5 separate regions of the Mus musculus genome follow, and all the other regions are linked to region 1. The links are chromatin contacts, called in public HiCAR-type and HiChIP or PLAC-seq maps. All regions are on one chromosome and are shown on one strand. Each heading gives the region's core, a stretch centred on a gene start, on an enhancer-like site or on the middle of the called end of the contact. The rest is flanking DNA. Distances are from core to core; before and after follow the strand shown.

What was found. HiCAR-type assays count read pairs that join an accessible place to other places. HiChIP or PLAC-seq counts read pairs in DNA pulled down with a chosen protein or histone mark.
Region 2: an H3K4me3 HiChIP or PLAC-seq map of microglia shows a contact between it and region 1, with 6 times the contacts expected there. The contact joins the enhancer-like site here to the promoter of Bhlhe41 in region 1. A contact is called at or near these places in 7 of 39 promoter capture datasets (cranial neural crest, embryonic stem cells, liver and 2 more), 1 of 484 Hi-C or Micro-C datasets (bone marrow-derived macrophages), 14 of 115 datasets of contacts at active chromatin or transcription factors (the 230-238 cell line, craniofacial prominence, embryonic basal ganglia and 9 more) and 5 of 9 other capture datasets (adipose tissue, bone marrow-derived macrophages, embryonic stem cells and 2 more).
Region 3: a contact with region 1 is called in an H3K27ac HiChIP or PLAC-seq map of microglia, with 9 times the contacts expected there. The contact joins the enhancer-like site here to the promoter of Bhlhe41 in region 1. A contact is called at or near these places in 17 of 39 promoter capture datasets (the 3T3-L1 cell line, 3T3-L1-derived adipocytes, the C10 cell line and 12 more), 1 of 15 datasets of contacts at CTCF or cohesin (pro-B cells), 6 of 484 Hi-C or Micro-C datasets (B cells, the C10 cell line, the HPC-5 cell line and 2 more), 18 of 115 datasets of contacts at active chromatin or transcription factors (the 230-238 cell line, SST interneurons, bone marrow-derived macrophages and 12 more) and 5 of 9 other capture datasets (adipose tissue, bone marrow-derived macrophages, embryonic stem cells and 2 more).
Region 4: a FOXA1 HiChIP or PLAC-seq map of pancreatic cancer cells shows a contact between it and region 1. The contact joins the enhancer-like site here to the promoter of Bhlhe41 in region 1. A contact is called at or near these places in 12 of 39 promoter capture datasets (the 3T3-L1 cell line, 3T3-L1-derived adipocytes, the C10 cell line and 7 more), 4 of 484 Hi-C or Micro-C datasets (bone marrow-derived macrophages, muscle stem cells and ventricular fibroblasts), 11 of 115 datasets of contacts at active chromatin or transcription factors (CD8 T cells, SST interneurons, VIP interneurons and 7 more) and 4 of 9 other capture datasets (embryonic stem cells, embryonic trunk, liver and 1 more).
Region 5: a HiCAR-type map of astrocytes shows a contact between it and region 1, with 2.8 times the contacts expected there. The contact joins the enhancer-like site here to the promoter of Bhlhe41 in region 1. A contact is called at or near these places in 12 of 39 promoter capture datasets (the 3T3-L1 cell line, 3T3-L1-derived adipocytes, the HPC-7 cell line and 8 more), 5 of 484 Hi-C or Micro-C datasets (the HPC-5 cell line, bone marrow-derived macrophages, muscle stem cells and 2 more), 16 of 115 datasets of contacts at active chromatin or transcription factors (the 230-238 cell line, astrocytes, bone marrow-derived dendritic cells and 11 more) and 5 of 9 other capture datasets (bone marrow-derived macrophages, embryonic stem cells, liver and 2 more).

What each region holds. Positions count from the first base shown.
Region 1 is chr6:145,863,088-145,868,163 of GRCm38.p6, reverse strand. It overlaps Bhlhe41 (basic helix-loop-helix family, member e41), which reads left to right and starts at 2,744. Exons shown (of 5, transcript NM_024469.2): 1 at 2,744-2,958; 2 at 3,104-3,167; 3 at 3,481-3,588; 4 at 3,922-4,033; 5 at 4,426-5,076. The coding sequence starts at 2,897.
Region 2 is chr6:146,245,078-146,250,153 of GRCm38.p6, reverse strand. The region is part of intron 37 of Itpr2 (inositol 1,4,5-triphosphate receptor 2); the gene reads left to right. Among named protein-coding and RNA genes, the nearest start is that of Gm35596, 28 kb to the right of the region's middle. Within about 2 kb of position 2,048, at least 10 of the 459 cell types and tissues checked have an H3K27ac peak or open chromatin away from gene starts, as enhancers often do. A contact at or near this core is called in microglia, where this site is marked.
Region 3 is chr6:146,227,130-146,232,205 of GRCm38.p6, reverse strand. It overlaps Itpr2 (inositol 1,4,5-triphosphate receptor 2), which reads left to right. Exons shown (of 57, transcript NM_019923.4): 42 at 2,313-2,513; 43 at 4,605-4,715. Gm35596 (a long non-coding RNA gene) reads right to left here. Exons shown (of 5, transcript XR_378174.4): 3 at 3,176-3,295. Among named protein-coding and RNA genes, the nearest start is that of Gm35596, 9.9 kb to the right of the region's middle. Within about 2 kb of position 2,040, at least 26 of the 459 cell types and tissues checked have an H3K27ac peak or open chromatin away from gene starts, as enhancers often do. A contact at or near this core is called in the HPC-7 cell line, bone marrow-derived macrophages, hematopoietic stem and progenitor cells and 2 more, where this site is marked.
Region 4 is chr6:146,182,638-146,187,713 of GRCm38.p6, reverse strand. It overlaps Itpr2 (inositol 1,4,5-triphosphate receptor 2), which reads left to right. Exons shown (of 57, transcript NM_019923.4): 48 at 149-274. Gm35768 (a long non-coding RNA gene) reads right to left here. Exons shown (of 5, transcript XR_003956373.1): 5 at 1-307. Among named protein-coding and RNA genes, the nearest start is that of Gm35707, 12 kb to the left of the region's middle. Within about 2 kb of position 1,958, at least 44 of the 459 cell types and tissues checked have an H3K27ac peak or open chromatin away from gene starts, as enhancers often do. A contact at or near this core is called in bone marrow-derived macrophages, muscle stem cells and pancreatic cancer cells, where this site is marked.
Region 5 is chr6:146,134,197-146,139,272 of GRCm38.p6, reverse strand. All of the region lies in intron 55 of Itpr2 (inositol 1,4,5-triphosphate receptor 2), which reads left to right. Among named protein-coding and RNA genes, the nearest start is that of Gm35768, 7.4 kb to the left of the region's middle. Within about 2 kb of position 2,817, at least 43 of the 459 cell types and tissues checked have an H3K27ac peak or open chromatin away from gene starts, as enhancers often do. A contact at or near this core is called in astrocytes, forebrain, hippocampal neurons and 3 more, where this site is marked.

The DNA.
Region 1 (5,076 bases), core at 1,495-3,994:
GTCATTGGAAGCATTAGTGAAGTCATACTTGAGAAGCCCTCAGGATGGAACCTGGTACTCTAATCCTAACTGTGTGGCTGTTAGCTATTGCTACAACTTTAATGCTGACAAGGGGCATTTGGTGGCATCAAAGGATAACTAGTCCCCACAGGCAAGAGTATGGTGCAGAAATGGCAAGAGACTCAAGTTTAAGGCAGAGGATAGGCAGGAAGTGTCATCGGAAGAATGATTAGGCGCAGCATTTAGCAGGAAGAAACGGGGGTGTGTGTGCGGGGGAAGAGGTAAAGAAAAACCCAAAGGTGAGCCCAAGAGAAAGGAAGGCAGGAGAAAGAAACAAGGCTTGTGGTGGCAGTAGCTGGCCATTAAAGCCGCTATGTGAGCAATAGCCAAGTATGATAACATACACATTTAATTACAGCACTCTGGAAGCTGAGGCAGGCCAGTATCTTGAGTTCAAGGCCAGCTTTGTCTACACAGGGAGTCGCAGGCCCTGCCAAGGCTACACAGTGAGACCCCCATCTTTAAAATAATAATTTAAAAAACCCACCCGCAGTGTATATAAAAATAAAGATAAAATGGGCAAAAGAGCAATTTACACCTTGAGCTGGAATCAGAAGTATAAGAGATTACAGAAATGCTGACTATAGAATTAATAGTTTCGGTAAGACAGGTGGAGGGGGGTGAGGGGGCAGGGGTGCCAGGGAGGAGAAAATGTTATGAGGGAAGGCTGAAGGGCTACATCCAGAGCCTTTTCAGAGTGCTGAGTTTATAAGTTCACCTCTGGCCCTCCCCTTGAGCCTCATGGTTCCCCCTCAACTCCCCACCATCCCCATTTGGCTTCAGTTAAAAGCTGGCCCCAGTTAGCCCAGGAGTTCCTCTGACCAGATGTTGGCCCGAGACCCTCTGTATACTGACAAGGCCAAGATGCAGTGACCCAGGCTTATATATTCCTATCCCATAATTTTAAAAGGGGGATTGACCCTAAAGTATGTTTGGAGACCACGAACTTTCAGAAATCCAGTAGACAGAGGGCTGTTATTGCTGCTATTTTTTATTTTATTCACCTTAGCCTGCTGCTACCTAACCTGGCCAGTTAAGAACTGGAGGAAGCCAGGATGCTTTACTGTACTAATAAACTGTTGAGAGCTCTAACTTGCCTCAGAATCAGAAAGATAACCACTTAGAGACAAGAGAGGGAGTAAGGGCTTAGAATAAAAATCCAAATCTGCATTTAAAAAAAATCACTTTCACTGTTATCATTAATTAATCGCCTGCTGCAAAACAAGCCCTGTCGTCCTACTCGAGGAACCAGGGAGGGTGCTGGAAAGGAACTCATCCCGGCAGCTCCGCCCAGGACTTGGGCTCCAGCGCCGCGCGGCTAGGCGGGGAGGAGGCTCCCGGCACGTGACCCGCTCCAGCCGCCCTGGCCCGCGACCCAGATCCGTCCCCGGAACCCAAGCGCCGCTGCCCTGGCCCTGCTGCGCTCCAGTGCGCGTGCATTTGGGGCCCAGGTTCCTTCTCGGTTCTCGTGCCGCTGGCGATAGCGAATGTCCGAGAGTGAACGTGATTGTCAATTCTGAGAAATTAGTGTAGGAGCAACCTGGGGTCTCCCTGCCCACGGGGATGGAATTCAGATTCTTATTTAGCTTGAGTTGTGGGGACACTGAGCACCTGGGGACGGCTGTCCCCAGCTGTGTGGACCGAGCTCCCGAGGACACGGGGCGCGCGCACGGCATCCCTGCGCGCTGATGTGGCAGCCGCCGCAGGTCGCATCACGTTGCCGGCCCTGTGCTGGTACCCGCTGGAGACAGGATTAAGGAGGGAGGCCGCGGAGGTGCCAGTAGTAAACGTGGGCTCGCCACACTCTCGGCGTGGCTTATCGCACGAGGGAGACGGGAGGCAGCACAGTGTCTCGCAGGCTGGGGCGGGCAGGACCCGGACTGCGTGGCTTTCCCGCAACAGTCCTTGCGTGCCTCCTGCCCTGTGCCACCCTTCCCCCTCCCTGCTCTCCCCCGGGAGCACCCGAGGCCCCAAACGTCATCTGCCTCTGTGTGATTAGTGTCACCGCAATTCCGGCTGCTGCGGGAAGTTTAGGTGGCCCGGGGACACTGTTGCCAGAACCACTTGGTATGCGACATTCTGAATCAGTGTCTACATTTTCACTGATCTTAAATCCGGGAAGCAAATTGCAAGTCACCCCCTTTTCAGGGTAGGTCTCCAGCCTGACCTAAAGGGTGTCTTTCTACCCGACCCTTCTTTCACCCCTGGCCAGTAAACAATGAGCAAAATCTCCGAATTTTCCTTCCCCGCTCAAGTTTAGCCACCACGAATTCGCGTTCTTTCTCTGGCCCAAACCAACAGCAATTGGTGGGAAAGCCAAAGGCCACGTCCTCGGTTCTGCACCGAGATGCTGGACGAGCCGGGGGAGCCCCTCGTCCCGCCCCGCCCCCGCGCCCTGCAGCGCCTCGGGGAAGACGAACGGCTCGCCGGGTGGCCGCTCCTTCCAGGTGGCCCCAATCAGGTGTCCCCGCCCCCTCCCGGCCCCTCCTCCCCGCCCCCCTCCGGGCTGGACCGCGGATGGTACGTTCCGCACGTGAGCTGGGTGCTGGTCTGGCCGGCGACGCGCGTGCCCTGTGGCCAAACACTGCCCGGAGTGAGAGCAAACTACCAGCGCAGTGCGTGTGTGCGCGCGGGTGTGCGCGCGCGGGTGTGCGAGAGGGCGAGCGAGCGAGCACGGGGCGGAGGGGCGGCCAACTGCTTCACACTTTCAATACTGCACTGAAGAGGGAGAGCGAGACAGCCTGGAGACGCACACATCCCCCCAAAATCTCTCCAGGCGACCGTCCCACAGATTACAGGACAGAAACCTCCAAATCGAAACGGACAGCCATTGAACATGGACGAAGGAATCCCTCATTTGCAAGAGAGACAGTTACTGGAACATAGGGATTTTATAGGGTAAGGTGTACGCACCGTTGCGAATATCTGTCTAGGCGTCGGTTTGGCTTTTTTTTTTTTAATCCCCTGCACAAAGTGATATGGAGCGGGTGAGGGCAGAGCCCCTCCCGGAATGGGGGCCTGATGCTGATTTCTGTTTTTGCAGACTGGACTATTCCTCTTTGTATATGTGTAAACCCAAAAGGAGCTTGAAGCGAGACGATACCAAGGTAAGTCTTAAGTTTCCCATAACCTGCCTGGATAGTTAATTAGGGCCATTGATTTCGCAAGGAAACTCTGCCCGCAAATATATTCCAGCCCTGAGCTTTCCTAACTGTGAATTTTAAGTGGCTTGCTGGATACTCCGGGGGATATTCAACACCGCACCTGAATTTAAATTGCATTTTAGAAGTCTAGAGGAGAGAGTTCTGGGCATTAGTTCATTACATAGTGTGTTTGGGGGTTGGGGTGGGAGGGTTCTATCCAGTAAGTGAATGAATGTTTAGCTCACTGCTGTATCTTTTCTCTGGCTCGTGTATGAAGGATACCTACAAGTTACCGCACAGATTAATAGAAAAGAAGAGACGAGACCGAATTAATGAATGCATTGCTCAGCTGAAAGATTTACTGCCCGAACATCTGAAATTGACAGTAAGATGCACATTTTCATTCTCCTGATGGACTCCGGGGTGTATTTACCTGATAAAATTCCCAGAGATAGGATAATAAATGTAAATATTAAGAGGCCTGCCTTCTAACTTGTGCTGTAACTAAGAGTTTCCCAGAGACTCAGAACAGGGGCTCCGGGCTAATGGCAGAGATCATTGACGACCTGACTGTGGGGAGCTGAGCAGCGCTTCCTTCCCAGTGGTGTGTGTGTGTGTGTGTGTGTGTGTGTGTGCCTGTCTTAAGTTGCTGGGCTGCGTGGAAATAAAAATGCGTGTTTTAAAGTAACCCCTGTCCCCCTTTGTCGCACCACTGCAGACACTGGGGCATTTGGAGAAAGCAGTAGTCTTGGAATTAACTTTAAAGCACTTGAAAGCGCTAACAGCCTTAACTGAGCAGCAGCATCAGAAGATAATTGCTTTACAGAATGGTAAGTGGGTCTGAGGAAGCCAGCCTGCCCTGATACAAAAGGGGGTAACGCTGGGGGCGCAACGCTAGGACTCCCCCGCTGCGTCCTCTCCTGGTGAACGTCGCCTCTTTCCCTTTGGTGGCAAGTACCCAGAGCATCCCAAAGGCTTCCCGCAGAGCTGGAGGAGCCCCGTTTTTATTTAAAGTGGCGGCTGCACCTCTTCAGTTGGGTTTTTCAGCCAGGAAGAGAGCGCCTCACCGCGCCACCCCCTCCTCTCTCGGCAGTCTGCGGATTATATCGCTGGAATGCCCAGGAAAAGCCGAGCTCACTGTAGGCAGCGCAGGGCCCACGTGATGAGCAGATGTCTTAACGCCGCGGTTTTTCTTCTCGCCTCCCTCCCCCGTGCACCCTAGGGGAGCGCTCTCTGAAATCGCCGGTCCAGGCCGACTTGGATGCGTTCCACTCGGGGTTTCAAACCTGCGCCAAAGAAGTCTTGCAATACCTCGCGCGCTTTGAGAGCTGGACACCCAGGGAGCCGCGCTGCGCACAGCTCGTCAGCCACCTGCATGCCGTGGCCACCCAGCTCCTGACGCCACAGGTGCCCTCCGGCAGGGGCTCTGGGCGCGCGCCCTGCAGCGCGGGGGCTGCGGCCGCCTCGGGTCCCGAGCGCGTCGCCCGCTGCGTGCCGGTCATCCAGCGGACTCAGCCCGGCACGGAGCCGGAACACGACACGGACACCGACAGCGGCTACGGAGGCGAGGCGGAGCAGGGCCGCGCGGCCGTCAAGCAGGAGCCACCCGGGGACTCGTCGCCTGCGCCCAAGAGGCCGAAGCTGGAGGCGCGCGGCGCGCTCCTGGGCCCGGAGCCCGCGCTGCTCGGCTCGCTCGTGGCGCTTGGCGGGGGCGCGCCCTTCGCGCAGCCCGCTGCCGCGCCCTTCTGCCTGCCCTTCTATCTGCTGTCGCCGTCCGCCGCCGCCTACGTACAGCCCTGGCTAGACAAGAGCGGCCTGGACAAGTATCTGTACCCCGCGGCGGCCGCGCCCTTCCCGCTGCTGTATCCCGGCA
Region 2 (5,076 bases), core at 799-3,298, 380 kb before region 1:
GGTGCAATGACATGTTTATCATTCATGTGTGTATCATTGTTCATGGTCTGTGGTATATGTGTAGTATGTATGTGTAATGTGTATATGATGTGGTATAGGTGGTGTGTATGTATGTGATGTGTGATGTATGCCTGTGGTATATGTGTAGTATATATGTGTAATATGCATATGTGGTGTGTGATGTGTGTCTGTGGTATGAATGTAGTATGTACATGTAATATGTATGTATGTGTATATATTGGCATGTGTGGAGTATGATCTATATATGTGTTGATATGTGTATATGGTGGTGGTAGAGTTGTGTGTGCACATGTTTCTCCGTGTGTGAGTGGTGGTCTGCCTGCATGTTTCTGAATGTGTGATGGTGTATATATATGTATGAATGTATGTCTGTGGGTATGAGTGTATGGGAGTATGTTAGGGCATGTACATGCAGTGGGTGTGGGGTGCATGGTGGAGCGTTTTCCACTGAATTTTCTTGGATAGCTCTCATGAACCCTGAGATCCTCTCATAGCCTGGCAATGCATTCTCTCTTGGCTGCACATATAGCCCATAGCCTGGATCTCAGGGCTGGTGCTCCAGGAAGATCCAGGAAACCCTAGAGAAGAGGAGGGAGAGTGGAGGATGGGGCCTCTGGCCCTGTATCTACAGCTCTTCACGCCCAGTCCCACCAGCTCTCAGAGTAGGACCAGTGTGTCAGTCTGCACTCAGTAAGCTTGGAACTGAAGCTGGGTGCTCACTGCTCCAACCACTTGGGGATTTTAACAGCAAGGAAATGGAATACAGTGTGAACTTTAGATTCTCTAAAGCCAGTTTGATGGGCCATTGGTGTCCTAAAAATAACACCCGCATGAGGGAGGGCTGACACGTGCAGAGAGGGATTCTTCAGAAGACTATACTCACCTTGAACTAGCACAAGAAAGCAAGCACGAGAAAGCAAGCGGTTATGTCCTGTCTTATGAGAGGAGCTGTTCTCCGCCCCCACCCTTCCCTTTTGTATAGGAAACATGAGGTGCATATCAAATATAGCCATGGAGGCAGGGGATCATTAGGTGATGGTTCCTTAGCAAATCTGTGCTTCCCACCTGGCCTTTCCTGATCATAGCTTAGATTCAGGGACAGACCTTTAAAGCTGCTAGCTATGGCTTCCCCTTGTCCAAGAGGAAACATCTCGACATTCAGACACTTCCTGGTCCTTCTCTGTTCCTTCCTCTCTGGACCTGCTTTGTCCTCTGGTGCTCCTCGGGACCTGCTGTGTATCAATTTTGGACCTCACTGGACACTTAGCTATCCCTCTGTCCTGGGAATTCCACATGGGTGCGTGCATTGCTGGCATTGCTCACTTTTGTTAGATTTCTGAGGCAGCTTAAAGAGACAGAAGGAAGCAAGACAACAGTCCGACCTCAACAGATAGGGCTGCTTGTTTCAAAGAAGTGAGGGGCAGGGCCTCTCTCAGGGGAGAGGGAAGGGGACATTGGAGTATATGTCAGAGGTTTGGGGACTAGGGATTTAAAGGGACCTGCTGGGGTTATGTCAAGCCTGCACTCTCTCCCTTCCGGACTTGTTTGTTCAGACCAGCCCATTTGACCTTTAGGAATTGTCTTGCCCTGGCTATCAGGAAATGAATGGTTGAGTTGGGAATGTCAGTGATGGGGAGGGGCTGGAGTTTCAACATGGAGGCAAGAAAGTTTAGCAAGTCTTGGGGCAGGGGTTCTCAACCTTCATACTACTGTAGTTCCTCATGTTGCGGTGACCCCCAATTATAAAAATATTTTTATTGTGACTTCATGTCTTAGGGTTTTACTGCTGTGAACAGACACCATGACCAAGGAAAGTCTTATAGAGGACAGCATTTAATTGGAGCTGGCTTACAGGTTCAGAGGTTCAGTTCATTATCATCAAGGCAGGGACATGGTAACATTCAGGCAGGCATGGTACAGGAGGAGCTGAGAGTTCTACGTCTTCATCTGAAGGCTGCTAGCAGGATACTGGCTTCCAGTCAGCTAGGATGAGGATCTTAAAGCCCACACCCAGAGAGACACACCTACTCCAAGGCCACATCTACTCCAACAGGGCCACACCCTCTAATAGTGCCACTCCCTGGGCTGATTCTGCCTTAAAAAAAAAATCAAACAAACAGGAAAACCCCAAACCAACCAACCAAACAAAAAGCTTACCTGCACAGCTTATATAGGGTCCTCTCAGCTTTTTACCTTTTTATTCAGATGAAAATTATCACTCAATGAATAAACAACAACAACAACAACAACAACAACAACAACAAAATAGCAGCAGCTGCAAACAGGCTCTCAAGCTTGCTGGTGAGGGCTAACCCTCATCCTGCGCTCAGATACTACAAAGCAGAGCCTGAGTTTAAGACCTTTGACAACGAGAGTGTTTGGGGTTGATGTTATGCAGGCCAAATGCTTAGGGCTTTTATCCTACCCCAAAGTCTACAACTACAGCGTCCTTCACGCCCCTGTTAGCAAAAGCTCCCCAGATACCCCATTGCTGAGGTTGGGGTATTTGAGAACCTGGAGGGGCTGCTGGAGTCACCAGATAGCCAGCATCATCAGACAGTTTAAACATCGAAATCTTAAAAATGGAACCAGATGGATTGGTGAGAATTATTCTTCATGTCTCAGCTTTGTGTATTTGTTTTTTTTTTCCTGGCATATGTTGCTGTTGGGAACCTCTTTGCTAGTCCTCGAAACATGGTAGATGGGTAATAAATGTCCTTAGAAGTGATAAAATAGGAGGTGGGGGAAGGGATTGGAAGAGGATTGCCTTGTGTTGTGTGAATAAGCGTTTCAGTTCTAGTCTTCAGTTACTTGTTTTCCTGATTAGCTTGCTTTCAGATAGAGTCTCACTGCGTAGCCCAGGCTGGCCTGTAGCTGCATGTAGCTGAGGCTGGCCTCTCAGTTGCATCAATTCTTCTGCCTCTGCCTCTATTTTCAGAAGTACTACTTTGGCTCCATAGTGCTTTTCAAGGTGACCAGTATGTCGCAGTGTTGGTGTGCATGGCCCATCCCTGCGCACACGCAGGCCGTGATTGTTAGTGAGATTTGAGTTTCCCATCTTACAAAGCTGAGCAAAAGTATCAGCAACCAGGATCTCTGGGAAGCCTGCTGATGTGCTGTGATGTGACCTTGTCATTTACAAAGTTCATAGTTGATAATGACAACAGCAGCAATGGCTGAAAACGTGGCCACGTGTCACATAAGTGTCTGGTTTTATGATGGGCGCATCTATGACCATCTCGGGCTACAGTTTGGATGGACCCGTGATGACACGATTCCCAATTCCTCCACAGAGCTCCCCACAGTGTGGTTGGTTATAACAATGGACCCAGTGTAATTCCACTAGGATATAGTTAACACAGCACCACACAGGAGAACCACATCTCTTCTCCACGCCCAAGCATTTCAGGGAGCATATTCTTAGTCAGACATGTAGATGTTAGGTCAAAAGGTCTTGGAAACACTAATTAGCATTAAATGAGATGGGGCTGTCTGGAGGCGCATGAAGTTGCTGCTTCCAGATCTATCCACGATGACGAGTAGCTAATCACTAATCTCTAAGGGGAAACCCTAAGTTAATCTTTACCAGTTGAAGGATCAGTGTTTAATGATGCTAGCATATGGTGTTGTTTCATAAAGTCTTGATTGGTTTCCTTCCAATGCGAAACACTTGTATTAGTTCTCCAGTTTAAAGGACTCGGGAATGTTCTTGTCTACCTTACAGCTGTTCATATCTATAAATGCAAGCCATGCAAGGCTTCTCAGGGCAGAAGAAAACCTTTAGCTTTTTCTAGAATGAATGCTCACTTTCCTCTGTTCTGTCCATGAAAGACAACCGTTTCTGGGTTGATCAATTCCTGGTACCTTGGACTTCGAATAAAATAGCAGGGTGTGGTCAGAAATCAAAGCCCTGGGCCGTCTTCCGGTACAAACATACTGTCAGCATGACTTCTCCGGCCACAGAGATGTCTTTTTATGGAGATATTTGTTGAAATTTCAGAAGGTGGTTGCTAGTTTTCTTGGCTTCACAGTCTGCACATCTGGAATGTGTTCCTATGAAGATGTTGGCTGGAAGCAGTGTCTTGTGGCCTGGAATTGCCTCTGACAGAGAGAGGGACCACGGAGCACAACCTCATTAGTGGGTCGACCCCACCTACTACTACAGCACCTTCTGTGGGAGGCCTGAGGACGGAAGTCACTGCGGCTAAGAAGACCCAGCCCAGAATTCATACATCTCATCCCCGTGGAATTATTTTCAGAATGCCATTTTGTTCATTTGGTCCTGTTCTCAATTTCTGCTGTGGCACTCACAGCTCAGAAATGATTTAACAAGCCTGACTGGAATTTCTGACAGGTTCTATAATTATTCTACCTGACTTAAAGTGATTTAGGGACATATCCCACACTACTGACACCATCTCATCTCAGAGAGGACAGACCATGGGTGACCCTCTGCTGACTGTGGCACAGCACTTGCCTCTGGTTTCTGGGACCGGAACTTCATAAATGACACCAGCCATCTGCTAGCACCTGTGGTGTGCCAATATGGGAGTCTGCCACTCTTCAGTAGATACGTTTGTCTTAGCTGAAAACTAGCCATCTAACCAAGATAGAATTTTTTTCACTTTCTTGGAAATAATGGAGCCTATTTCCCATAGTAGTGTGAGTACATGCTTTGGGCCGACTTTCCCATGTTTAGTCACAGTGATTAGCAGGGCAAACGTTAGGATTTGGAGGCAGTTGATCTTTCCTCCCACTCTTCTCAGCATCTTAGACAAAAATTTTTACTTCTCTGGGGAAGCAAGATCAAAAATGACCTAGGCAAACTTTAAACTCTGCATCTCCATGTCTGATGTCAAAATGCTCTTCTGATTTCCAACTCCTTTCAGCTTTGTTGACTGCAAACAGTTCTTTCTCTTGGGTTGGTTCTACTCCATTGGCAGCTTTCCTTGGCAAGTATCCCATATCACCATCTCTATCATCTTGGGGTCTTCAAGGCAACCCAGGCTTCACCTTCACAGCTTCACACAATGGTCTCTCTAGGCCTCCATGCAG
Region 3 (5,076 bases), core at 791-3,290, 360 kb before region 1:
ACGAGCACACACATCTCTGTGTGTGTGCAAATGCTGAGGCCTTAGGCTCTGAGTAGCCCAATTCAAGGGAAGCTAATATGTAGTTTTGATGGGAATTCTAGAGGAATCAACAAAGACACCAAAGCCCAGTTGAGATTGAAGGAATAAACCCAAGAGAAAAGTGCTTATACATTAAAATCCAAAACCCCCAGATCTACACACTGTCTTCCTGTGGTCCAGATCTCGAATCTTCCCGCCCAGTGAACACCATCTACTCTTCCTCCGTGGTGTTTGTTCAGAGAGATCATCTTTGTCTCCTCTGCCTTTCACAGCTTTAGACTCGGGTATTTATGTCTCTCCCAATCCATAGTTGTTGAGTACAATATTAAGTATATTTGACATTTCGTTAGGAACAAAGTAATATGAGAAATTTTGTAAAATAAATGTTATATATTTTTAAATTATTTACTTTACATCCTGTTTACTGCCCCCTCCCAGCAACCCCCTCCTACAATCCTTTCCCCCTCACCCCTACCCTTCTCCTCTGGGTCAGTGGCAACCCCCAGGTATCCCCTCATCCTGGCACCTCGAGTCTCTGTGGGGCTAAGCATCTCCTCTCAAGGAATTTTTTATGATAGTGAAAGTTACTTCGCAAATTAATATAGTCCACATCACGATATCTCCACCACCACATTTCCTCTCAGATGGATGGACTAGGGCTGCCTTCAAACTTTGACTACCTCTCTGGCGTTTTTGTATGCCCCGCCTATGGCAGACACCATGGCAAAGGCACACGGAGAGAGCAATTGTGATTGGCCTGGTTGAGGGAGCATGGAATGCTCCCCTGAAGAGTTTGCCTCCAAGATAGACACTCGCCCTTGCCAGCCAGCTTCGCAGTGCCACTGTAGCTAGCATAGCCGGGAAACGGTTTTATTAATGAATTACAGTGACTGGTGGAGGTTTCCACAGTGGGTCCTGCCTAGGATTAGAATAGGGTCCATGTTGATGAGATGTTCCCGAATGAATGGTGGGGGAATGTGGCTCATTGGGACGAGCTGACCGCAGCTTAGATCTAGCTTCTGTAGGGTGTGCCTGCCAGCTAGTTCTCATCAATAGACCCTGACAGTGTGGGGCGTGGATGAGCAAAATAGATAGAATAATATCTGGCTTTCTGTTAACCATGAAAGTGTGGCTCAAGCACTCCCTTAGAGAACCTTTTCTTTCACAGTAGCGGTAAGAAGAACAAATAGCAAAAAATCAAAATAAATAAATAGATAGCTACAAATGCATTAAAACAAGAACCCTCTCTCCCTCTATTTCTCTTTGGGTTCTTTCCCTAGCCTTAGTCCCCAAAGGAAGTGCACCAATAACAGTTTTTTTTCTAGAAAATTCTGTGCACATATAAACATCAGTTTGTGCCTATAAGCCTAATTTCTGTTCAAGAGAATATACGTTCTATAGTGTCTGCTTTTTCGTTTAGTCATTTTTTTTAACATTACTATAGTACTTATTGCTTGGTAATGCTTATCACACACATGGAAGCATTTCCTAAGAGCCACACCCATCACACTGCCAGCAGGGGTAAGGCTCCAGCTTTTGCTAGCCCCTGTCTGTGCTAACCGGCAGTGAGCAGTGAATCTCTTTAGTGTGCAGGTGCAGAGATGGAGGACTGCTTGCCGAAATGCTTGAGAGAGCTTTCATGTTGCTCCTCCTATGATCCTACCCCGACTGCACCGTGACAGGCAGGCTTGTCAGGGATGCTTCGCATGGAAGTTGGACTCCGCCTCCACGAACAGTCTGTTTCCCTTCTCCTTTCTCCTTCTCACACTTGTTTCTGCCCTCTGTAGATTTCCAGTGAGGACAGCAGGGCAGTGTTTAGTGTGACTTGTTTGGCTGAATACTTTTGCTAGGTCTCGAAGGGGAGGGCATCAACGTTTAAACATTATTCAATTTTAAATTATTTTAAAGTTATCTTGAAAAACAATGAGTCTCATTATGGCATTTTCATGCACATCATTATGCTTAGTCATAGTCACACCCATTATGCCCCTCATTACTTCTCTCTTCTGCTGGTCACCTTCCTGCCCCCAGTTGTCTCACTGTCTTATAAAGAATAATTGAATTCTATACTGGCAAGGAATCTCTCTCTCTCTCTCTCTCTCTCTCTCTCTCTCCCTCTCCCTCTCCCTCTTTCTTTCTCTGTCTCTTACACACACACACACACACACACACACACACACACACCCACCCACACACACACAGAAGCTAAACCTGACCCTTTTCCCCCGTGTTTTGCTTTCAGTCCTTCAGCTGTATTTGATTTCCCCTTGCAGAACTTCTTGAGGAACCAGAACAACAAAACAAACTACAACCTTGTCTGTGAAACGCTTCAGTTCCTGGACTGTATCTGCGGAAGTACCACAGGGGGTCTAGGCCTGCTGGGGCTCTACATCAATGAGAGGAATGTAGCTCTGGTCAACCAGACTCTGGAGAGCTTGACCGAGTACTGCCAAGGCCCGTGCCACGAGAACCAGGTAACCAGAGAGTAGCGCTGCCTGAGCCATGACTCAGAAGCAGCATGCCGGGTGAGGCACAGAGCCCACCTCACATGCTGGTGAAGCCTCGTTGCTTGTTCTGCTTGGTGTGGCTGCTTTTCTCAAAGAACATACAAAGGCCGAGGTGTAGACTAGCACATAGTAGGCTACATTTTAAATTGCATTATAAAAGAAAGTTCCCGTGAAAATATTTAAGATAAAAAGAGTTACTGAAAGAAGGGTAAGATTGTATTTCTTCCCAATGTTGAGTTTTTCTCTGTATCTCCAGCTGTGTGGAGTTAACTCGCTGTGGCTTTGGCTCCAATGCAGTGTGTACATGTTGTGGGGTATAATATCCATGTTACACATATGCTTGGTTAGCTTATGAAGTGGGTCTCATGGCTGTCATCTTGCTGATAAACAGCTTCAGACTCAGAGATCAGCTCAGAGATGGCAGCACTCTGAGACACTGCAAAAACAGAAAAGCTACAGACTTTCAGAACCCAAACAATGAGCCATTTTGATTTCGGTGCACATGCACATGTGAGAGACCCGACGTTCATCCTGGTCCCCAGAGTGTTTTGCTTTGCTCTAAGGACACACTGTGGGAGATGACAGGACAGGAGATGTAGGGAAGAAAGGCATCTTGTAATGTTTCTTACCAGTGTTTAGTATTCAGAAAACACCTGGAGCGGGCAAGGTTCAGGGGCAGAGGCTCCATGTCATACATTTCTGGACATAAAATTTAAAGGTGTGATTGATACCAAACATCAATGGTTGCTCTAGGAAGAAGATGTGAAAAAGTCAGCTTTTCTATTGCAGATCATATGACTGTCCACACACACACATGCAGTGCCTGTGTACACACATATACACGATATACACACACCTGTGTGTTCATTTGATGCAAACACATTGACCGTTATCATAACGGTATTGTTTTCTTCTCTGTGTTTATGACAGTGAGTTTGTACATGTTTTCCCTTTATTTTCAAGATCACATTTTAGTTTCCTACAATGATAAAGGTATCCCTGACAGTTGATTTAAAGCCGAGGTAAAGTGCACAAATTCAGAGGTCGGGTTGGCTGGTAAAATTCTACTCTAAAATAAAAAATATGCACATACATGTTTCTTTCATATTTTACCATTTTTGTGAAAAATCTGCCAGAACCTCCCCTACTTTGTGGTGGAACTGAGTTTCGAAAGTCCTGAATCCAAGTAAGTTCTCCAAGGATACACTTGTAATAAGATAGCATGCCTTACCTGGATAACTCCCTATGCTCTGAAAATGCACAGAAGGGCTTTAAGAAAGTTCTAGAAATGATTTGAAATAGATTCCCTTTGGGTTTTGCAGATGTTCTTATGAGCAGAAAAGCCTCAGGACATTGCCAGTGTTGCACAGGAACACACCTTTCCTCTGCACAGATGTCCTTGTATAAAGAAGAGATAGGAGGCCCAGGCCAAGCTGCTCTGTTGGCTAGGGCTGCCGTTTCTTGTGTGACTCCTCAGGGTTTTAGATTCTTGAGCTGCTTGGGTGGCTTGGTAGCCTGGTCCCATGAATGTGGCCTTCAAGCTGCTTCCAACCAACGAAGCTCAAAATCCTGGCACACTGGATCTTCACCCTCAGAGCAGGCATATCGCTCTCTCTGGGCATGTTTGTACTTTGCTCAGCCACATCCCTCCAAGAATCCTATGAGCTTTCCCACCGCCTAGCATACGCAGAAGTCAATGCTCTGTGTTTTGTGAAATCCATATACAAATCTCCTCCCTCCTCGTGTTTTTAGGTTGATCATACCTTAAAACTCAGATTAAAGATCTCCTTTTGTATTGGTGGGTCTGCTGAGATTTAATGCCTGGAAGAGTTTTAGTTTACCTGCTCATCTTTGAAATTCTGCTGTGCTTTTCACAGTGTAATAGTATTCTGCACCCGGAGACATTTACCAATACCAGTCAATCAACAGACCCTAGCCAAAAAATCTAATTCAAATCTCCAACATTGTTTGTACACAGTATTAAAGTTCAAGCCTTATTACTACTTCCAGTGTTGTGTCAAAAATAGCATGTTCTTTTACAAGTGTCTCTTTTTCTAGACCTGTATCGCCACTCACGAATCCAATGGGATTGATATCATCATCGCCTTGATTCTGAATGACATCAACCCCCTGGGCAAGTACAGAATGGACTTGGTGTTGCAGCTGAAGGTAGTGTGACTTGCACTGGCCATGTACACCTTCTGGTCACAGTGAATTCTAAGTTGTCAAGTGACTGTACAAAACAAGATGCCACCATTGTCTCAGGTGGTGAACAGGAAAGAGGAGTGAACTTACAAGGCCCTTGCTGTGTGCCAGGGAAAGCAGGGTCCACCTGCAGGCCGCAGTCATGTGATGTGAGGCTCTAGGCTAGAGATGTTGAAGCAGCCCCTAACCTGGCCAACTGTTTTTATTTCCTATTGTTTCATTATAGGCAGCGGTGAAAGGGTCTGAATATACTTTATCATAAAAGTCTTGGTGAGATCAGGGATACAAGGCACATACCTAAACACAATAAGGACAATATATATGC
Region 4 (5,076 bases), core at 709-3,208, 320 kb before region 1:
ATATGCTTTCTAAGTAAGTCACGGTTTCTTCAGACGCACTTCTGTGACCAGTCACAATCGCATTGCCCATACTGTTAGCTCGGCAGGGCTCCTGTGTTGACGGCAGCATATACTGGCCATTCTCACCCCTGTTCTTGTTGCTTCCTAGACAACCCCGCCCTGTTCTGGTTCTCCAGGCACATCTCACTCTGGGGGAGCATCTCCTTCAACCTGGCTGTGTTCATCAACCTGGCTGTGGCTCTCTTCTACCCATTCGGGGATGACGGTGATGAAGGCAAGTGCTTGTCTTTCTGCAAAAGATGGATGCCTGGGGAAAAAAAATCACAAAAAAATTCTCAAATTGCATTCCTTAAGTCTCTAGAGCTTCAAAACAAAGAAGCTTAGTTCTCAATGAATATTTTTTCTGTATTCATTGAGAGTGTAGAGGTAGTAAGTAGAGTAGACTGAAAACCGTGGCCAGTAGAAATGTTGTTTTACAGAAATTTCATGAATGTGTAACTACTGGGGGGATTATGTTGCTTCCACATAATTAGAGTGATCAAACATACTTTATTCTGCGTTATCGCAGTTATGTAAGTGAGAGCCTGATGCGCAAGTATTTTGATGAAAGGATCACAATTATATTTTACTTTCTGTCTTGTCTGGGTGTTTTGTAGTAAGCATACCCACAAAATACATGTTTTGATTCTATAATACTGTACATTTATAACACTAATAATCTCATCCTTAGAAACACACAGCCTACAATATACTGAAATGGTGGACAATGAAGGATATTGACTATGAAATTGGTATCATTAATCTGGTAGTGCATGAGCTTTTACAAAAGCAAAGACAGGAATTTGAAGTGAAGCATGAAATTCCATAAGAATTGGGTGGGGTTTTTGAATATTGTTCAGGTTTAGCAAATTGCTTGAGAACAATCTGTTACAGGTATGAGGTACAACCTGGAGAGTAACTTTGGAATGGGTAGAAGAATGGGTGGGAGGCAAACATGAGAGAAATAAGCAAATAATAGCTTTGGAGTGACCCTGGGGCACATAGGGTTGGTGAGATGCTGTCAGCAGAGCATTAGCAGTTCCTGACTGTTGGACCAAGAGTGGTTGTTAGAAGGTGAATACTGTCACTGCCATCCTGAGGGAGACATGAGAGATGGTACCATAACAGCAACAGCTATGTAAGCAAATCTCAGAGGAACTGGAGACAATGAGGAGAGATGGGAGCCCAAGAACAACTGACCGTTTTCCAGTCTTTGTCAGATCCCATGGGCATCAAAGCCTTCATCTTAGCTGCAGTTTGAGCTGGCATAGTTGAGCTTGTTGTGTTTCTGAGTGCACAGCAGGGATGGGGGAATTGTGAACAGTAGAGCAGGCAAGTCACTGCATAGCAGGAGAACGGCAACGAATGCATGCATCCATCATGTGGGCAGAAGTGGGGATGCCTTTCTCTCCCCTTGATCTGGTCTTACTTTGGTGATGAGCTCTTAGTACAGAGGATCACAGATCTTGAGGGTAAGAACCCATCACAAAATGATCAGTTACTATCTCCTGTGCTCAGACCACTGAGGTTACATGGCAGAGCCCCAGTAAAGAGAAATACAGTCTTTAAGATGGAGACAGACCTGGACATCATCTAATATCAACCTTTCATTTGACATACAGAGCCATGAAAACCCAGTGAAGACCTTCAGCCCCTAAAAGAAGCAGATATAACAAACATGAGGCTGGAAGACACAGATCCCTAGGCCATGTAGAGCCTGGTTACTGGGAACAAGTGTAAACATCACTCTTGAAAAAGATTTTTGAGTCAATAATAGTAGCAAGATGGAGGCTCAGTCCTAGGATGCCAGAGTGTGGGTGCTTCTTAGGGAAGGCAGAGCATACACATAGGGCACCATAAAACCCCATGATGAGTCTGAGTCACATGACTACAGTCTGTGTGAGTCAGCTCATGACAACTTTATGACTAAGGTTAAAGTCTTGATCAAAGTCACCACAACCTCTAAGTCTTGACCACACACTGCATATATGGGCAGAGTGGGCAGATATGCGTGGCCACATTGTGCAGAAGAAAACTGCTGTGTGCTGGTGACAGTTCTTGATGCTGGAGTTTTTCAAACAGGCTAAGCACCTGTTCTTTAGGCTTAATTCAAAACTGTGTAAAGACAGGGCGAATGTAAATCAAAGTTCTCCTAGTAAGTGCCTTGGAGTGATGGGGGCAGACAACACGATAGGCTCCAACTGGAAAGGACTTCAGCAGACAGATCTGAGAACGTTTTGAAAAAAAAAAGATCGACAGTCGTATACTATAAAGCATAGAATAAAACCAACCTGGGGTCTGTATGAATAGGGAAAAGATGATGTTCTTTTTGCTACTGTCCCAGTTAAGAAAGTTGAAGAGTGATAGAAATTGTATGTCACCGTTTGGCTAGTCATAATACTCAATGAATGCTCAAAACAAGGGGTGACTATGAAGAAAAAACACAAGAGCGTTGTACTTTAAGAATCTGCCCGTGATATTCTTAAGCAGTAACAATGGGGAGAGGAGTAACTGTAAAACAGAGAAACCACTCAACAATCGTGAGTGATACCCAGGGAAGGCAATCGTGAAAGCACCCAGCAAATTCAGGTCAGACAGACGTCTGTTAACGTGGGCTGTACTGTCCACCCCTACTACAATCTGCTTCAGAGTCACCGAGCCATCATGGCAAGGGGCCAGCAGAGGCAGGTTGCTTTCCTCCTCCAGACATAGTGAATGGTGAGGTGTCAACCATGCTCTCGGAAGCAACTCAGGCTCAACTGTCTCGTACACACGTGGGTTACCATGTTGGAGAACAACATCCTTCAATCATGAGGATGGTGTGCAGTGACTCAAGGAAGATGTTTCAGGGGAGATGTTGCTCAGATGACCACCCTGAGAGACACCATCCACGTCTACTGGAGCTTTAACTGCTAGGCTTCTGTGGAATTTGTTTATGCTAGGGATGGTTCCGGCCATGCCAACTGAATTGTCCTGGCAAAGTAGTCAGTGTTTTTTTTTTTTTTAATCCCAAGATAAACAAGATTTTTAAACCTAGAGGGAGTTCTTCTTTCCTCCCCACATTTTGAATGTACTTCTTCCTCACAAGCATGTTTGCTGAGGAAAATAAGGTTCTTCAAGGTGATTTCAACTCCCTCAGTTTCACAAGTGTTGTTGGGTACCACTGTGCAGTCGGCATAATGCTAGGCTGAGAGACCCTAAGATTAGTAAAGCTGTTTTACCTCAGAGATCTCAAGGTCTAGTTAAAGGACCAAGAGATGAGAAAGACGCAAGACCAATGATGACCAGTGGATTTATGGATGGATGTTGACTTGATCTGGACCTGGGTGTAGGAAGCAGGAGTCTAATGAGCCTGCCCAGGAAGCAGAGGGTTGGGGAGAGCCTAGAGTAAGAAGCAGCCATGCTGGACAGGAAGCCACAGACAAATCATCATGAGACCAAGCTGAGTTCCAAGATGACTGACATTGAATTTTCTTTTATAAAGGACCAACTTCTTACTTCTGAGATCTTCAAAAGTATAGAGGAATTTCTAAAGACATCATCCCAGTAAATATAAGATATGCTTATTATGTGAAATTAATAGAAATATGCAAAACATTAAAGAAAAAGATTCCCACCTGATGGCTAAGGATTGGCTTTAGTGATTTATATTGCTTTTGCTTTTTATTACAGTTACTTGTTTGTTTGAGAGACAGGGTTTCACTGAGTAACCCAGGTTGGCCTAAAATTCACTTTGTAGCTCAGCCTGGTGTTGAACTCAGAGCAATCCTCCTGCTTCAGCTTGCCATGTGTTTAGATACAGGCATGAGTTACCACACTCCACTGAGACTAGCTTTGAAAAATGTTAGACCTGTCTCTAGAGTGACAAAGAGGTTATGTTGTTGTTTGTTGTTGTTGTTGGAGGAGGAGGAGGAGAGGTTGTGTTGTTGTTGTTTGTTTATCTGTTTCCCCAAAGCATGACTCATCAGATTGGAACTAACCTGATGGCTCACAGAGTTTGGATGCCCAGATCTCCTGTAGAAAGCCAGGTATAGCTGCACAACCTGAGTGTTAATAAATATTTAGCCACTTGTTCACTATGAAGTCCCCAGAGCATATTTTGTCTACTTGATAAACAAGTATTGATTGATTGTTGCAAAACACAGTGTGTCAGGGTAGGGCTGCCCCACACATTTGTAGATTTTGTGTTTTAATGGAGACCCGAGAGTCATCACAAACACTGGAATGCTAAAGAAACTCTCTGTATTCCTCATGGAAAGCTGCGGAGTCAAGGCAGATGGCTTGCTTTTGCTAGGTAGAGTACCCATAAACCAGTGTCAAATGTAAGTCAGTAACCTATTTTGATGAGGAAGAAGATGAACTCTCTCTTTCCAATATTTTAAAAATTATCTTCCTTCCTTCCTTCCTTCCTTCCTTCCTTCCTTCCTTCCTTCCTCTTTCTTTCTTTCTTTCTTTCTTTCTTTCTTTCTTTCTTTCTTTCTTTCTTTGTGCAGGTGTTTTGCCTGTGTGAATGTCTATACACCATGTGCATACCTGGTGCCTGTGGAGGCTAGAAGAGGGTATTGGATTCCCTAGGTTTAGAGTCACACACAGTTGTGAGCCACCATTGCTGGGAATTGAACCAGAGTCTTCTGGAAGAGCTAGCAGCAAGTGTTCTTAATTCTGAGCCATGTCTACAGCCACACAACCTTCTTTTAACTCCTGTTTATTTGAAGCTGCCACAATAACAAAAATATTGCTCTAACAAGATACCTGACACTGTGTATTTCATGAGTCAAATGTCTATTTAGTTCCCTGCTCTGGATATGGGAAGTCTATGATCAGCTATCCCTGTCTCTTCACTCCAGGTGGGGACCCTCCTTGGTTATATCACAACTTGATGGAGAAGCAGAAAGGGATGTGGCTGTGGGTGGAGGGGTTATATGGGCAGGGGAGCCACACTTTGCAACATGCTCTCAAGGGAGTGTCTGGTGCCTGCTATGCCAACACCAATCCCTTCCAAAGGCAGTAGTCTGTAATCTGAGTTCCCTGCTGTAA
Region 5 (5,076 bases), core at 1,568-4,067, 270 kb before region 1:
ATATCTGATATAGGTATTAGAAGCAGTTCAGTAGACATGGGTTATCCCCAACGTGCTAGCAACTGTGCTAAAGGTTTAGTATACAGCTGAAGGAGTTGCCATTTCCTCAGGGAAGCTCAAAGCATTTGCTGAATGAATAAACAAAACAACCAATAAATGAATGAACGAATAATTTTGTTTTAGCCCTCTGGTAGCTGGATATAATAGCTGGATATAATTTATAGAAACATGCACCAGAATAGTTATGACAGGAGGTTGAAATTTGAATTTCTCGTCCTGAAAGCACTGTTTCCTCTCTTTAAAACCAGAAGGTGAAGATACCACCACACAGGATTATGTCACCCACACTGTCTTTCAAGGTGGCCTCTCCCTGGTGCTGCTGCAGCCCAGCATCAGCCTCCCACATACATCCACAGGAGGGTACCTCACTCTCTCAGCAGGGGAACAGGGACATGAATGGGGAAGGGGAGCTTCCAGTTTATCTTGGTCTCAAGAATGGATAGCAACAAGGAAGAGTTTCTCACTAAATGCCCAGAGAGCAGCTTACGAGAGGAAGGGTTTATGTTGGCGCATGGTTCAGGGAGTGTAGTTGATCGTGCATGGCTTGATAGCAGTAGTACATGAGACCACTTACTTGGCGAGTCAGCAGCAGGGGCAGGAGGATGCAAGCGCTTGGCTTCTGCTCACCCTTTAATCTCTTTATTCAGTCTGCAGCTGATGAGGAGCCCATGAGGAGGTGACTCACACTGGGGTGGGCCTTCCCTCCTCAAGACAAGTCCCTCTGGAAATGCCCTCACAGGTGTCACACCCAGCCCGTGTGTCCTCTAGGTGATGCTAAATCCGGTCAAGCTGAGCCTGAAGGCGAGCCATTAGAAGTGGCATCGCCTTTCCTGTGAGAAAAAGAAAGCTAACCACTCACCACTGTAGCCACACAAGGAGCGGGAAAGACTAATGACTTTCCACATGTTGATTTCAGTCTGCAACTCGAAATCCATCTTGTTTAGTTAAACCATATTTGTGAGCGGTAGCCCCCGAGGGCAGGGGGTGTTTGGGTTCACAGAAGACATCACATTGTCTGAGGTTTATGTGTGGTTTGACGGTGCCATTTTCCAACTAGATCTCCTCCTGCGTTATTGTTATGTGTTATAATTATGAAATTATATGTTCTGACTCCATTCTTTTAATCCACACTGATTGTGTAATTGGATTTAATGAAGCCAATTATGTAACTGCTTCATTTTTAACTAAAGCACATTTTAAAGATTTGGGGGCTTAATAAGACACTTTTGAAAATGTTTCCATGGCAGGGCCAGCCACGCACTTGCAGTTCAAGACACACAGTTAAGTCACCACGCACATGCAGACAGCCACCACCTTCACTGCCCACATTGTAAGTGGAGATGTGTATCTTCAGCTCCAGAGGGCTGGGGTATGTCGCCAGCACGCAAGCCCAGTACATTGTTCTTAAGTTCTACTTAGCATTTCTACAGAAGGTCCATGAATTGCTGCCTTTTAACATATGTGTTCATCTCTTTATCGTCCCTTCCGCTGTTGCTATTGTGTGACACAAGTGCTGTGTCAGCAGTGTGACTGCCTGTCACCGTGGGGATCCTGTACCCCACACTCTGAATCCCAATGCTAAATGTGGAGGTAAAAGGATTGAGCTTCATAGCATCAAAATGCTGTTGGTAGATGAAAGTGACCTGGGGGTGGAGCTAAGGGCAAAATAATCAAGGTAAGGCCACCACCCAGCAGCAGGGCACTAACTGAACTGATCAGAAACTTCAGGAAGTTGTCAATAAGCCTTGGAAGTGGGGTACTGGTGCATGCTGCGCCTTTGCTCTTGAATTTGCCAATTGATTGATGAATATATACATTGGGTCAGTCAGAACTTGGAACAGAAGCCAGGTGGACTATATAAAACTGGGAGTATCCCACTGTCCCTGGCTGTCCTGTGGTAGGCATTCATGGTGGGGAACACCTTTGAGTCGGGCTCAGGGCGACAGGGAGAGATGACATCTGCAGAGCTTGAGACGGTGGGTAATTCCACAACAAGGTGTTCTGAGCTATTTTAGTATTCACACAATCCCATCTCTGTGCACAAGTTAGACATGGTCTACAGGTGAGCAAAGCCCTTTTGAGGAATTTCCATGTAGATTCAATAAGATCACACATGCTAATGACCTTGAATCTTCATCAAAGCTGCATAACAGCCAAGGGGGTTCTGATAGTGCTACCCCCATTATACATTTGAGCAGATTGGGGTAGTGTGCTGGTGACACACCACACAGGGGAGTAGTCAGCACAAGCCTGTTGGTCAGGACCCCTGTATAATAGAGAAGCTCTGCAGACCCAGTCTGCCAGCCCACGCTGTCCTCAGCCCACCCAGTGGCACACTGGGTCCTATACAGAGGAGTGATTTTAAGAATTCAGTCCACAGGGCAGGAGTAGACCTGGCCGGGAGACAGGAAGTCAGATGACAGGCCCACAGTGGCAGGGAAGCCTGAGAGGAATTCTAATGGGAAGAGAGAATTGGTTCCCAGCCGGCTGGCGAGGGAGGGAGGCTCCCTGCAAAGACAAGAAGAATCATAATTGCAGCCATGACAGCACAGACTGTCTCTGTTGATTTGACCAGGATTTTTCTGGACAGCACTCTGCACCAGATCATGATAAACACAAGAGTCGAGCATCTCCTTCCTCCCATGATCTATAGTGCAGATTCAGTCTGGAGAGAGGTAGGACAGACTTGCCGACAGCCAGAGAGATCTCAAAACAAGTCACACGTGTCATTGTTCCCCCACAGAAGACGCTCCCATGGTGCTAAGGATGGCGTTCCTCCCTGGACCTCCCACACACCCTAGCCCCAGCCAGCTTTGCTGGTACACTATAGCTATCTTGATTTAAAAAAAAAAATGCTCTGGCCACAGGCTTGGTCCTTGTGTGCAGGCTGCAGGACCTTCCATTGCCCAGCATCACGGGCTTCTCTTATCATCCTCCATCCATTGCTTCCTTTTCTTTCGTCCTCACTGCCTTTTGTTTTATATATATTCTCTCCCTCTCCCTTTCTCTCTCCCTCTTTACCTCTCCCCTCCTCCCTCTTCCCCTTATTCCCCTCCTCCCTCTTCCCCTTCTCCCCCTCCTTCTCCCTCTTCCCCTCTCCTTCCCCCTCCCCCTCTTCCTCCCCTTCTCCCTCTTCCCCTCCTCCTCTATCTCCTCCCTGCCCCCCCTCTCTTTCTCTCTCTCTCATTTTTCTGGCTTTTGAGACAAGGGCTTACTCAATAGTAAGTCCAGGCTAGTCCCAACCTTGCCATCCTCCTGCTCCAGCCCCTGGCTTGTCAGGATTCTAGGCATGAGCCTCCAACATGGGTATTTCTATTAATCCTTGTATTATTGTACTTGCGGGCTTCCTTATTCATGCTACAGCACAAACCCCACTGGTACATTTACACATTTGCACAGATGTGTTGTTCTCTGGTGCATTCCTAGTCCAGAATGGGTGCCTGGTGCACAGTAGGCACTTGCATAGATTTACTGAACAAAATAAACGGAGCAGAGAGGACAGAGCAGCAGATTCTGCACAAGGGGCAGTTCACAGATGAGACCCTGAGTGAAGCTGAACCTGAAAACTGAGGGTTTTGACAGAATGGCCAGAGAGAAATGTCGTCCAGGCAGGAGGGAGGAAGAAGGGACCCACCCATCCAAAGCAGTGTGTCTAAGCTCCCACGGTTGCACAGCCCCTTGTTAGGTCACTCAATGGCACCTGTCACAGGAAGATTGAGGCTCGTTCAAGGTGGTCGGTGAAGCGGAGTCCAACCCACCATCCTTCCAAGGCCAATGTCTGTGACTTAACTGAAGCCAAATACACACAAATCGAATATTAACGGAGGAGGAGATTGAAGTCAGAAGCTAAGACTGTCGGGGGAGGGGAGGAGGCCTTCTGATTCTCCTGTTTGCAGAAATAAAGATCCCTAGCATCTAACTTAACAGTCCTAGAAGTACCATCAAAAATGTCTTGAAAATGCAAGCTTGCTGTTTTTAGTGTCTGAAAGACGGATCCCCTCAGGAAATCCAAGTGAGCCCATTATGTGTTCCAGGCACTACGTTGGACCTAGGGTGGCAGGACAAACCCTAGGGGGGGATAATGTGTGTACAATCCACAAAGATAACATTTTAGTCTTTTTCTTCAATAGGGTTTCTACACAGTGTCAACAGCGACTGTTATAGAGCAGATACAACATAAAGATTTCTTAGCCAGGAAAGATAGCTCAGAAGTTAGGGGCACTTGCTGCTCTTGGAGAGGACACAGGCTCTATTCCCAGAACCCCACCCCACCCCCATGGTGGCTCACAGCTGTCATAACTCCAATCTCATAGGATCCAGTGCCATCTTCTGGCCTCTGTGGGCACCAGACCCGTTCAATTAATATATATAGGCAAGCACTGTTACACATAAAATAAAAATGATTAATAAACCCTCCCAAAAGTATTCATGAACTGATGATGATAAAGTCATATGTCACTCCCGTGTCCTTGGTGGGTTTACAAGGTTGCCAGGGAGACTGTGTAGAGTGGGTGGAGGAGGGGATGCTAGCCCTCCAGAAGGCGCCGTGATGACAGTGTCTTGAATCTGATTATGCTGTGTCTGTGTGTCTACACAGATCTAGTTTAACACATGTAGAACCAGAGAGGAGAAAACTTTCTCTAAAAGAGTGTAACTTTCATCAGCCATGAACCTAGACATGTCTGACCAGTCAGATACCTTGTAACCCGAGATGATAAGGTTTTCTGTGAAATTAATCTGCAATTCCATGTGTTTAGAGAAAATGACCCAGATTTGTTGAGCATGGACCCCCTAGTCATTTATCTTCTGCTTACAGAGTGGTGTTCATATCTCATATTCTTATGGCCCCAGTGAAAAGCTCTCTCCCTGCTGTGCCAAAGAAAGGTCTCATTTCCCAGTCCTGGTCATTACTGTAAGATCTTGTTGAGTTCTCGGCTAGCTCTCTGGAATAATAATAATAATATCCACACTGTTAGGACTGATACGTTGTACTCAGAAATGCTGGCTTTCTTCCAG